Regions from separate parts of the Mus musculus genome. Here regions 1 and 3 are each linked to region 2. The links are chromatin contacts, called in public Hi-C maps. All regions are on one chromosome and are shown on one strand. The core of a region is the stretch at or near the end of the contact, and the rest is flanking DNA. Distances in the headings are between cores, read along the strand shown.

Region 1 (4,299 bases), core at 1,180-3,679, 850 kb before region 2:
AACTGTCACCCCCATTTATCTTATATTTATTTTAGTACGGAAGACTAGAAGACTATTATATTGTGCTACAGTTTTTGCATTCTCAACACCAGCCTCTGTGTTTTAAAGGATGATCTTTAGTGTGAATAGAATTATAAATAAAACTAGCATCAAGGTGAACTTTCCCACTTTATATAGAAATCAAGTTTCCTAATAGACATTGAGTCAAAGGTCAAGCCATCAGTCTTTGCGTTGCAAAGGACATCTTACAAATCTTGATTCAATCACATGAGATAAACCTAATTAATGGAAGAGCCACCAAAGACTGTCACCCAATGAGTAGTTCAGATGGCATAGCATCAGCAATGTACAGACATGGCAGTAAACATGCCTGTGTCTGGGCCTGTCTTGGCTACAATGTCCTTTCCCTTAAGCAGAGACAGGAGTTCTTCACTGATGATGAGGGGTTAGTAAAACTTGTCTTCAGTGGGGAGTAGTGAGTGAGATTAAGAACAGAAGGCCTATTTGGTCTTTGTGCAGAGTTAGTGCTCAATTGGTTTACTGCATATTGGAAAGGAGTGGGCTATCCCTAAGCACACATCAGAGAGAAGTTCTCTGGTCTGAGGGATTTTGGAAACTGTGCTATGTGGGAGTCTTATAGAACAGTGGTTCTCAACCGTCCTAATGCTGTGACTTTTTAATTTAGTTCCTCATGTTGTAGAGACCCCCAACCATAAAATTATTTTGTTGCTATTACATAACTATAATTTTTTTACTCTTATGAATCATCATGTAAATGGCTGTGTTTTAGGTGGTCTTGGGAGACCCCTGTGGAAAAAAAGCAGTTGCAACCCACAGGTTGGAAACCGCTGTTGTAGAGACATACAGCACGTACATACAGTAAATTCTTATACCTGGTCTGACTTAGTAGAAAGAAATAAAATAAAATAAAACCACAAGGAACTGTTTTAAATGTGATTCTTTTGTGAAACACAATTTTTAAACACTGACCTAGACCATCAGTAATAAGCTTTGATTTCACCACATTTTAGCTTTTAGGTAACAAAATTGAAGAATAAACAATATTTTCTTCTTTTTTATGGTCTATGGGGAAAAGACTTGAGTCTAACCCCATTTATCTTAGAATAAGTTTGATATTTCTTGCGGTCTCTCTTTAAAAAGATACTGTGTGGGCTACCATAGACTATCGGGCATCTGGTTAGTATACATACATTTTCAGTGTGCTATGGCTACATTTTGTTTGCTGATTTTATGTATAAACAGTGGTGTTTAGAGTATACAGAACTGATAGGCTACTATCTTCCTTTACATTTTTTAGATTTGTTTTACTTTATGTGCATGCATGTGTGTGCATCACAAACCTGCTTGTTGGGTCCCCTAGAACTGAGGGTATGATGGTTATGATGGTTATGATGGTTATGGTTACCATGATTATGAGTGTTGGGAATCTAACCTCCACCCTCTACATAAACAAGTGCTCTTAGCTGCCGGTGACGTGGCCAGCCCCAGCCTGGTATCCTTATTTACATTTTATCCTAAGGGGGAAAGTACACTGTTTGGATAGTGACAATTAATGCTTTTGTTGTTGTTCTACACTTTGTTGGAGGAAAAGAATCCTACATTAGAGCTATATATATGTCTGTATTTAAAACCAATCATATTCAGTAGCTGCTATCACATGATTTTTTGTATGACATCATATACTGTATTGTTTTTACATATTTAATGTGGTTTTGCTATTACAGTTTTACTTGATAAAATTTGCATAACATAAACACTAATATATTTTTAAATAGCAGCTAATAATGAGCACAAAGAAACAGACAATAAGTTAAGATGATATCATTTTTGACACACATGTGTTGCAAGGATAGATGGACAGGGACCTTTGGCATATTTGCATATTTCTGTTCCCTGCTTTGCAGTTTTTTTCCCAGTACATATTTTACTTTTAAAAAGAAAAGTGAAATTACCTCATTGTCCTGGGAAGGAAAGGAGATAGGGAGAGGGGAAAGGAGAGAGAGAGAGAGAGAGAGAGAGAGAGAGAGAGAGAGAGAGAGAGAGAGAGAGCGCCCTGCTTGTGGCCCAGCTGCCGTACACCCTGAGGCACTTTCCAGCAGGGGATGCTCACAGAGCAGACAGTCTGTGTGCTGTGGACACATTTAAGAATGACAAGAAATGTGCACTGTAAAAACACTTTAATGACTTTATTCAAAATACTCTGTTCATAGGCTTTAGAAGTAGCCCAGCCTCTGATACCAATCAATAGTATATGTAAAATTAAGGACTCACTCAATGAGTCATTTGCATCTTGCCGTTTGCCTTAAAATGACACTTTGCAAACCACAGTACATATGTTGCTGTGCATCAGTGAGGCGAACCCATAACTACTTTGACGAACAGAATCAAAGTAAAGTTAAATTGCTTAAAGCCCAGATTTAGGGAACGAAATTGAGGGTTGTAAACTAGTAGCCAACTAAAGCAAAACAGCCTGGAATGCCGGGAACCAATTGCACACATGAGGTCCAAGCAAAACAGATTGAATTGCTCGTGCTGTAATAAATTATAGATTTCACATTTGTATTTTGCAAGTGAGCACAGCAGCAAGTCAAGCACGTGGAAATAGAGACCAAAAGATGTCTTTTCCAATTCAGCCACACCTGTGACTAACAGGTAGAACATGCAAAGAGTTGGGCAGACAAGACTAAACTATGCCAACACTTGGAGACCAGAGTGCCACTGCAGAGGTAAACCATGGCTGTGGCAGGTGAAGGGTTAACTGTCACAGATGACTTAATGAATGTGATGCTTTTCACCCCTTCCTTTGTCTCTCTGTTCTCACAAGAAAACCCACACCACATTTAGCCTACACCCAAGGGGCTATCTCATTTTCTTCAGGGTTAATTTTCTCTCTTAACATAATGAGATAAATGACTCAGTAGGGCTAGTATCCTGGGAATGTTCAGAGGGCATGAAATGGTCACAAAATGGTTTATCTCCAACCTTCATTAGCCCATGAGATAACTGATTCTGGATATCCTATTTACTTACAACAATGAGGGACTTCTAAGGGAAGAGAGTTGCTGCCACAATGATGGAACTTGGCCTCCTGTTTCAGAACAGAGACTCACAAATCCCATTGGTGGGTCAAGACTGTCCAGAGTGAGAGGATGGGCTGATTTATGCTTCTAAGGTGTCCTGGAGTGTATCTGCCCTGATTGGTTTCCTTGATCTTGACATAAGTCACTTTGGAGTCAAGATAATGAATGTTACATTGAAGAGGCCCTCTGCTCTATGCAAATGGAATCTTATCTTCAAAGAGGGCAAATGCTTGAGAGAATTTCTTAGTGATTTAGAAGTATTACAAAAGGAAAATATTTTTGGATATTCATCCCTGACTATGTCTCATTTACTCTCACTTGAATAAGCAATGAAGCAAATCTATTAAAATAGTTTTAAATTTTCTTGCTTCTTCTTCTTCTTCTTCTTCTTCTTCTTCTTCTTCTTCTTCTTCTTCTTCTTCTTCTTCTTCTTCTAACTTTAGATTGTTATTAGTGGAAAGATTAATATGTATAATTAGCAACCTAAGTGCTGCTTCATATTTATTCTAAGTCAAAGAAGTCACACAACTTGAGACTTCTTGGCCCTGTATCTGTAGAACAAGGTGACTGTAAGAAACTCAGTCCTGAAACTAAATAAGGTTCATTGATGTAGGAAAAAAAATGATGATACCAGGTGCAATGCATTTGTAGGTGTGCATGAATCTAACAGTCAAGTTAGATGAAAAACATGTTATGTGTATACAGGGATGCTCTGGGATGTGTCTCTATACAGGGATGCTCTGGGATGTGTCTTTATACTGGGATGCTCTGGCTTATATCTAGATAGAGGGATTTTTTGGGATGTGTTTGTACAGGAATGCTCTGGGTTTGGGGCATTAGATGTTGAACGCAAATACAGACTTTGAATTACATCTTGTATTTCCCTAATTTTTTCTGCTGTGCCATTTTTCCAAAGCCTTTGTTGGCTGGCATAGTACATATTTGTTCGACATCTTTGTAGATTGATTGGAAAGAGTAAAAGCAGTCTGTTGGCAGGATGTAGTGACACTTTTCAGCAGTGAGGACTTGGGAGCTACAAAAGAGTGAGCAGTTTGTGACAGTCTCTCTGCTTCTTTCATCCTAGTGCTGATGTGTAGAATGCACCAAGTTTAGAGATGCAGATGGGTCAGGTCTTTGTTCTTTGGCATTCAAAACCTAGATGGAATGAGTGACTTATAACTGTAGCCTGAACATATCC
Region 2 (4,187 bases), core at 123-2,622:
ATGTGAACTCTTGTCTTTCCAAACAGATCTAGTCAAGGTATGAATGTTTATTTTATTTATTCAAATGTGTGTATGCTAGCTGAGCTCTGAATAGTTTTTCAAACATTAACTACCAACTGCCTGGCCACTTTACTATCTCCAGGAGTAAAAAGACTGCACTCTGTCTCTAAGAAAACTTCTATCATTAGAAATAATTTAGTTTTATGTCAGGCAGGAATAAACCGAAGAGCTGTCTAGGTTGATACATTTTGTATCCTCTGACACTACATATAATTTCCTTCTATTAATAACACATAATTATTTCATCTGAAATAACTAATTACGAATTAACTGATTATTCTAAGTCTCCATGTTTTTATTCAACTGACCCGACTAATATACCTTCCACATCTTAGACCTTGTCTTTGGCACGTGTACTAGAAGAGAAAAGAATAGAACCATCTTTTTGAGTTAGCTGCTTATTGGGATGCAGAAGAGCAACCAAATGACAGTAAGACTACAGTTGTGACAAGACGGCTCTTATTTTGAAAGTACAACCTCACGGCTCCCGCTATAGACCAAATGAATTAGGGAAAGTTTTCTGGGGTTGGTAGTAATTAAGATAAATCTGTAGGATAAGAATAGAAAAGTGAAGCGGCATAAACTCAAGCAAGAGAAGATGAAGAGCTGCAGAGCTTCAGTTCAGCTTGACTGGGAAAAAAAAAAAAAGGTTTTTCATTAAGAATCCATTTGTAAAATAATGAAAGAGGCCTGTACCGTATTTAAAAGGGACCTACAATAATAACAGGGTGGAATGGATTTTTTTAAGTGGGTGTGATAATAATATAAAGCCTGCAAGAATGGCGCCAACCCCAGCAGGAAGAAGAATGAGACAGGATAGTTTGGAAATGGCTTGACTTTCAGTTACTTGAAGACAGATAAGGGTCTCTCTAAGGTCCCATCAGTTCAAATCCAGTGAGCCAAGGTGCAAGTCACCTGAAGAAACAGTCATAAGTCACCGTGTGCATTTATTTTCCCTACCACAGTCCAGAAAGGAGGACTGAATCAATTCTCAATCCAGGGCTTTGCCTGCAGGAATGATAGATAGCAGGCCATTTTCAGTGGGTCAAGAGCAACATCGCGTTTACTCAGCACTGAAATGCAGTTAGGGCACGAGGAGCTGGGTGGCTTCCAGAATTATGAAATCAAACGTTTGGCAACAAAATTAATCAAATGAACAAATGTCTTTTGGGGTCTTTTTATTTTCTTACCTCGGCTTGCATGAAGCCTAACATTAGGTTATTCAGAACTTCACCTCATCCCGCGCGCTTTGTCTCACGTGATAAAAATCATTAATATTAGGTACATATACATTTAGGTATTCTGGAGTTCATCATTTTATCCCTGAAGCCCAATACCAACTGATACCTGAATCATCAGATTGGCTTTGCAAACTGTCATCTCACGGAAGTCTGTGAGTTCGTTTATAATTTTCAAATATTAAATCTTAACTTCCTGAAATTGCTCTTTGCTTAAATCGGCTTCTTTTGTCAGCTGAGCTCAAAGCATGCTGCCCAACTAGACTTAACTAGTCTTCCCCTCTTAGCTCTGGATTTCATTATTCAGTAATCCTAAATAAATGGAAGAGCCCACCCATTCTGTCCCAATCCCCATACTGGAGAAGAACACGAGTTACTTTCACTTCTTTAGCCACGGCATCCCGTTATGACTTCTAAAGCACAATTCTAAAACATGATTTTGAATGAGAGCTCTAAATTACCATTTTGCAATAGCAACAGCAATAGCAATTTAGTTTTAATATAACAGAAAACTTGGATCAGAAACCCAAAGTTTAGTCCCTAGTTTGGAAGTAACTACATATTTTATATTGAATAAGTCAAGCCTAAATATTCTCCAGTTCTTCCTGATTGAGATAACTTGCATAGAGCAGGTCTCTTCTGTTTCTTTCCTACTCGTTTGGTTATGTTTAATGCAAATATAGTGCATGGAAGGGTGCTGTAAAAAAAAAGATCAGAGCAACAGAATAAATCTTACCATGAAGTCATGGCATCTAAACCTCTGAATAGGCTCCATAAGCACCCTCATCGTGACAGCCACTGCTATCATGACAGAGTATTTATCCCAGGTCTGTGTGTTCCTGTCCTCATGCTAGACACCGAGATATAGCGAATGAATTAAACAGACGTGGTCTGGCTGAACGCCTAGTAGCACAGTAGATAAAAAGAGAAACTGGTTTCCCACACGTAACTGTTCTTTCAAAGGAAGCGTTTATCGGCTTTTCCTTCAGCATGATTCATGATGTGCAGGACTCTACACGTGTGGATTAAGAAGGGATGACTGAGAACTGCATGGACAAATTAAGTCAGTCAGTGCCACCTGCAGTTGGAACGATGACATAAAGCCTGCCACTTCTTAATGGGAAAATCACATAGAAACTTAAATGAAGGAAGTCAGCAAAGGTATCAAACACTGGATACTTACTAAATACACTTTGGAATGAGGAGGAATAAGAAGAAAAATTCAGTATCTTTATAGTTTTATTCTCTAGATAAATACTATAGCTATTAGTACAAATTTAAGTCCAGAAATCTATTATCTATGCATTTTTATTTATTATGTTTTAAAAATTAGTATAAAAAACAGTTTCATTATTAGAAGTTGCACACATTTTATACCATATTTTGCTGATGTTAGTCCTCCTCGATTCTCTACATTGTCTTCCTTCCTCTCTTCTAACTAGCCACCTCACTTTTTATATTACACATAGAGAAACATAACGGCAAACAAAGGACACACTGATTGGCATTAAAGAACATAGTCTACCACCTGAAGATAGTGACTACTGTAATGTTTCAAATATACCTTGAAAGAAATTGGAGCTTTCTTCGCTGCCCAGAGACGGGTCCACATCAGAACTAAAAGGAAAACTTAACACCTTGTCAGGAGCCCTTGACTGTCCAACGGATGGAGGAGGATATCCTCAGATTCCTTACCGAAGGAACCCACTTCGGAGGCACCAACCCTGACTCTCAGAAAGAGCAGTACACCTACAAAAGGAAAAGTAACTGTATCGACATCATAAACCTGAAGAGGACCTAAGAGAAGCTATTGCTTGCAGTTTGAGCTGTAGTTGCCATTGAGAGCCCTGCTGATCCCAGCGTCATCTTCTCTAACAACAGGAACAGCAATCTGTGCCTGCCACCACTGGCACCACTGGCACCACTGGCACCACTGTTAACTGCTGGCTGCGTCACTGCGTCACTCCTGGGACCTTCACTAACCAGATCCAAACAGCCTTCAGGGAGCCACAGCTTCTGGCGATGACTGTTCCCAGGGCTGACCACTAGCCTCTCATAGAAGCATCTTACGTCAAGACACCTTTGCTCTGTGTTACATAGACTCTCCTCCGTGCTATATGGACATTGTCATCTCTTGCAACAAGGGAGCTCCGCGTATGTGACACTGTCTCCGGTGAGCACTTGTGGAATATTACACTTGATCTCTTCTTCCAGAAGGGGTGGAGGAGGAGGAGCAGGCTGCTGCTGAGAAGGCTGTGACAAAGGAGGGATTTCAGGTCAAATGGACAATGCTAGCTCCTGAGATCACTGCTGTTCAGCCTGAGTGGCCGACTGGTCTGAGGATATGCAGGTACCTTCTGTGCCCATCCAGCAGATCCTGGCAGAAGACTGGAGTGCTCAGCTGGCTACTGAGGACTGGTCAGCCGCTCCCCCAGCCCAGGCCACCGAGTGGGTTGGAGCCACCACTGAATAGTCCTGAGCTCCTCTGCAGACACCTAAGCGAAGGGAAAAAGTGGAAGGAAAATAACGTTCCTAAAAGCTGTCAACAAAAGAAGCGGGAAACAAAGAGCAGTTAAAATATGGGTGTGTGAACTAATTCATTTATAAGCTTTAGATATGGTGAACTGATACATTTATAATGCTTTAGATATGGTGAACTGATACATTTACAATGTTTTAGATATAGTGAACTGATACATTTATAATGCTTTAGATATGGTGAACATTTATGAGCTTTAAATATGGTGAACTGATACATTTATAATGCTTTAGATATAGTGAACTGATACATTTACAATGCTTTAAATATAGTGAGCTGATACATTTATAATGCTTTGGATATGGCAAAGCACATCCATACCTTGACATCATTTTTTCTTCAAAAGATGA
Region 3 (4,555 bases), core at 1,359-3,858, 700 kb before region 2:
GTAGAAATCTGCCCATCTTTCTTGTGGGCACAGCAGAAGTGGGTGCTGGTTGTCTAAACGCATTCAGAGGAACAGATTGATGGAAAGCCACATGGAAGACAGTGTGTGTATGAACTGCAAGAGGAAGATGGTAAAAAGCATTCCTACCATAGTGGCTCATATTTCATAATACAGGAACCATGAAGAGAGATTAATGATTGAGTCTGTCTTGAAGCTCAGCAGAATTTTAAATCTATCCACATCTCAAATTGAGGACATTTTACTTTTAAAACACATTCATATATTATCTTCTGTGATAAAGGGATATGCCTTATTGCACTTAAAATCAAAATGTTGGATTCCTTAGGATGTGAATTTTTGGCTGGGTCACACATTCATGAAATAATAGCAGTATTGAAGTTACCGATGTAGACTGAATTTGAGAAACAAATGAACACTTTTAATGAAACAGGAGCCAAACGCAAAAAAATTAAAATGTGGCTTGTTCAAAACCTGATATGGAATAAGATGAGTGTAAGTTGAAATATGTTCTCTCCTCTGTACCTCCAGTTTTAGACACTGTCTTTTAGATGCTCTGCTGCTCCAGTCTGACTTAATGCTTGCCAGTCCCTACCCCAGACACATTTCTGTCACTTTAACCTTTTGGGTGTTCAGAAATTCTACAGTAAAAATATCATTTCAGAAATATAACATCTCTCCAGCAAATATAATTACGCTCGGTGACCCAGCAGGTGGAAAAGATGAGGGTGAGTCGTATCAACCTCTTTATGCAGCACATTAATTTCTACAGAGAACTAAACTCTGCCCAAGGTATGCGAATATATTCCATTCTGTTGAGGGTTTTTTTTTGTTTTTTTGAAAATGTAAAATTAAACAATTATATGATAAGCCATTGCTCCTTAATTTGCAGTACCGCTTTCAATATCTTGTCTTTGTTGTAGAAGAGCATGTAAGACCCAATAGGGTCAATAGGCTTGGGAAGCTACAAGGTAGGAAAGGCTTCATGCTATGGTCAAGGGCAAACACAAAATCCTGGATCAAGAAGGGCTCACGAGATGCAACCTGAAATTTTCTTCTCTCGTAATCTTTGGTGAAGTGTATTGTCTTATAAAATGTCTGCATGCTCTCCTTGGGAAGGACTTCTAACTGTAACTGAACCACAAGGCTGCCCCCTGGTGCTTTATGTATTGTTTAATTGTTTGCCTTTGGTGAATGTTTTTATTAAAAGCCCATTATTTAGAGTAGGACCAAAGTGTCACTTTAAGAACAACAGAGGCAGAGCTGTTCAGCGGAATAGTTCCTTTTCATGGGTGTGTTTAATGCACACTGGATGCAGCTAATGAGCTGAAATTTCTTCTTGTAATACTTCAAAAAGAGCAACAACAACAACAAACAAAATTCTCCTTTTTTTATTTTCCTCTAATAAAAGGTGACTGGATTGGCTGTAAGAGCCATACTTGAGGATGGCTGTGCCCCAGCCAGGAGACGAGAACGGTGTCTGTCTGTGGTCATCTGCTCTGTCTGCCTCTGTTGTAGGGGATTTTGTTTCCAGTCACATACACTTCTCTGCACGTGGCCCTGGGATCATGGGAGGCAATGAAGTATGTGAGTTTCTCGGAGTGTTTACCAGGCCCTTTTGTGTTTCAGTGTATATCTGAGTGGGAGAGATAGGCCTTATTGTCTTCGGATTCTTCATAGTCTGTTTGCCAGGAAACTTCATCTCAGATTTTTTTTCCCAGCACACATTAGGCCCAGGAGTATTTTGAATTCAGTGATTCTAATGCTTGAGGTTCTTCTCTCTGAATAGCCCTTCTCTTATAGCTTCACCGGCACATTGGTCGCTTGCGAATTTGTTAGGATTTGACTCTGGAGAAAGTTCAGTGTTTGCCACCAGGTCCTCACAGACAGCAAGTAAGAGGCCTTTTCATTGTTTAGCTGTCTTCTTCCAGAGCTAATCTAGGGCTGTGACCCAGCCTCCAGCAAAAAATGAAAAGCCGAAGTACCTTGATACAATTTCTAGGCCCTAAATGATCTCATTAAATTCTGACTCTAGATATCAAGTAGACATTTGAGGAAATATGATTATTGACAAAATGTAAGCCTGTTATACACTATATTACTTCAAAAGGAGAAAGGCCATTAGGACATAATTACATCAGAAACAGTATACACATTGGGCTGGTTTATAAACTGTCACTTTCAGAAGTATGAAGACGTATAAAAGTTTCCAAAGGTCCCATTATGACCCTATTTCCAACAGTATTCTCTGACAAACTAAATAAATTACTGCATGTATTGGACCTTTGAGGCTTGGGGCAAAGAATGGAAAAATTATTTACAAAAGCTTGAAAATATTTAATCACTAGAGGCAGGGGGGCAACGGTGTTTTAATTAGCAGGTCCTCGGGCCATTGGCTGACTGGAGGCTTTCTCAAACAACCACACAAATGCACTGAATAGCTGTTTGCCAGCCTTAGGGTCAGGCCTGAGATGAAACAGATAAGATAATTGGCTCTAATGAAATCCAGAAGGCCTTGGCTTTCTTGTTTGAGCTTGGATTTGAAAAGTGCGTGTGGAAGTGAGGCTTAATTCAAACCAGAACTGAGCTAGGCCCATTTCTCAGTGACTTTGATATTGTTTGAAGTTCTGAAAGTGTTCGCCACACCGCTAGCCTGCTGGGCTGGGCCTCCCTGGTACCCTTAATTACTAAGCTTTATTGCTGACTTTACTACACAGGAAAGGGGCCATTATATGTTCCATCAACATCAGCTCTTCTCAGATTGGAGGAAAGGGCAGGGTTAAAGGCCACTGTAGGAAGGCAGCAGCTTCACTTTGAGGTAGGCAGATCATTTACCAGTGTTAAGTTTCAGTGTTATGTACATACATTCCTCACAACACAGAAGCCCGATTTCCATTTTTAAAGCAAATGATTACTTCTCTAAATATTTTCACTATGCCTCTTCCCACTCCCCCAGCAGAAGAGAAAAATAATTCCACACCATACAATATAACCGAATAAAAAATAAAATGAAAAACAAAACTTGACAATGCCTCCCAATTAATCATCATAGCAGCAGGCCAGGTCGGAATCTATAATAAGGAGGATTATTATTGATGCACCTTTGAAGTAGAGAAATCAGTGAGGAGCCCTCCTGTGCTGGGAGACACCCCGAGGAATAAAGACCCCTCAGGAGAGCCTACAGAATGAAATCCCCATTTTCAGACTCTTTCACAAAGAGGTTCCACAAAAGAGAATGCCTCCCATTCCATTCGGAAGCCAAATAGAAAAAAAAAAAAAAACAAACAAACAAACATGGAAGCGCCCTTTCCAGGACCCACTGAGTAGTGATGGGGTCACTACTTGCCACCAGTTGGTAAGGACAGAGTATGCATCTGCATGAATAAAGAAGTATCCATTCTTAGCGCTCTCAGAGATTTGCTTGTGCTAGGAAGGCTACAGGACATGCAATCTCCTCAATCATTTCCTGCCCCTTGTATCCTATCTTTGAATAGTCAATCCATGAGTGATACCATCAGACTTAAGTGTATTTTGCATTTTTTAAATAAACATGATAAAAGTGTTCTAATAATATGCATGGTCCTGTGGACAATTAAACTCTTTCTGAGTATTCTGTGTAGAGGGGCTACAGGACAGGAGCTCTCTAAGACCATGGTGTATATAGCTGCCCCTAAGTAAACAATAAGCAGTCAGAGAGAACAGCATTAGGAAGACAGAACTAAGACCTACTCTCTAGCATCTCTCTCTTCTTAGAGAAATGTAAGAGAATCTTCATAGAATTTTTCCAATCATGATCATGAGATCAGCTTGGATCAGAAAACTTAAGAGTCATAGTGTCCTCAGCTCACTTGAAATACTAACTCATTTTCCAGTAAGTACTCTTGTACACTGAGTGTTTGTGTACTCCACCATTCATATGCTCATCCCTAAAACCCAGTATGTGGTACTTGGAGATGGGACCTTTGAGTGGTAAATAAGGACTACGAGTGGTTCTAAGGGCCAGGCCCTACATTGAATCCATCAGTGCCCTTGTAGAGACTACAGCAGAGAGCTTGTTCACAGAACAAATTCAAAGATCAAGGAAAGGCTTGGGGAGTGAACACTTCCAAGCCATGAAGAGGGTCCCCAACAGAACCAACCACCCTAAGCAGGCCACTTCCCCATGTCTTGTCTTCAGGAATCTAAGAAAGTACATTTTTGCTATTTAAATCACTTGGCCAATAGGTTTCCATTGTTGCTACTGTTGTTTAAGACATCAGCTAAAGTAGGATAAGAGGGACACAAGAAACCTTTTGTTAAGACTGAATAGCCCACTTATAACTATATTCAAATATGTCAGTGTGTTTTCCAAGCTGTAATCACTAAGTACTAGGTTTAAGGGATATTACATTTTTCTCATCAATTAAAAAGATCTCTTTGTAAAAATATCTATCAACAGACAAAGTTTCATGAATCATTTCCTCAAATTCTTTGATAATTGGACTCCCAGATGCTGTCAGCTTTCCACTTTAACATACTTATAGGTAGATTTGAAACT

What was found. Hi-C and Micro-C count contacts between places; a contact is called where the count stands out from the background.
Region 1: a Hi-C map of the N1E-115 cell line shows a contact between it and region 2, with 7 times the contacts expected there. The contact joins two enhancer-like sites. A contact is called at or near these places in 2 of 484 Hi-C or Micro-C datasets (the N1E-115 cell line and cortical neurons).
Region 3: a Hi-C map of the N1E-115 cell line shows a contact between it and region 2, with 11 times the contacts expected there. The contact joins two enhancer-like sites. A contact is called at or near these places in 1 of 484 Hi-C or Micro-C datasets (the N1E-115 cell line) and 1 of 9 other capture datasets (embryonic tail).

What each region holds. Positions count from the first base shown.
Region 1 is chr12:34,345,546-34,349,844 of GRCm38.p6, reverse strand. All of the region lies in intron 14 of Hdac9 (histone deacetylase 9), which reads left to right. Among named protein-coding and RNA genes, the nearest start is that of Gm51984, 130 kb to the right of the region's middle. Within about 2 kb of position 2,429, at least 4 of the 459 cell types and tissues checked have an H3K27ac peak or open chromatin away from gene starts, as enhancers often do. A contact at or near this core is called in the N1E-115 cell line, where this site is marked.
Region 2 is chr12:33,495,651-33,499,837 of GRCm38.p6, reverse strand. It overlaps the pseudogene Gm9368. Among named protein-coding and RNA genes, the nearest start is that of Gm23529, 45 kb to the right of the region's middle. Within about 2 kb of position 1,372, at least 4 of the 459 cell types and tissues checked have an H3K27ac peak or open chromatin away from gene starts, as enhancers often do. A contact at or near this core is called in the N1E-115 cell line, where this site is marked.
Region 3 is chr12:34,198,289-34,202,843 of GRCm38.p6, reverse strand. All of the region lies in intron 23 of Hdac9 (histone deacetylase 9), which reads left to right. Among named protein-coding and RNA genes, the nearest start is that of Gm51984, 15 kb to the left of the region's middle. Within about 2 kb of position 2,608, at least 27 of the 459 cell types and tissues checked have an H3K27ac peak or open chromatin away from gene starts, as enhancers often do. A contact at or near this core is called in the N1E-115 cell line, where this site is marked.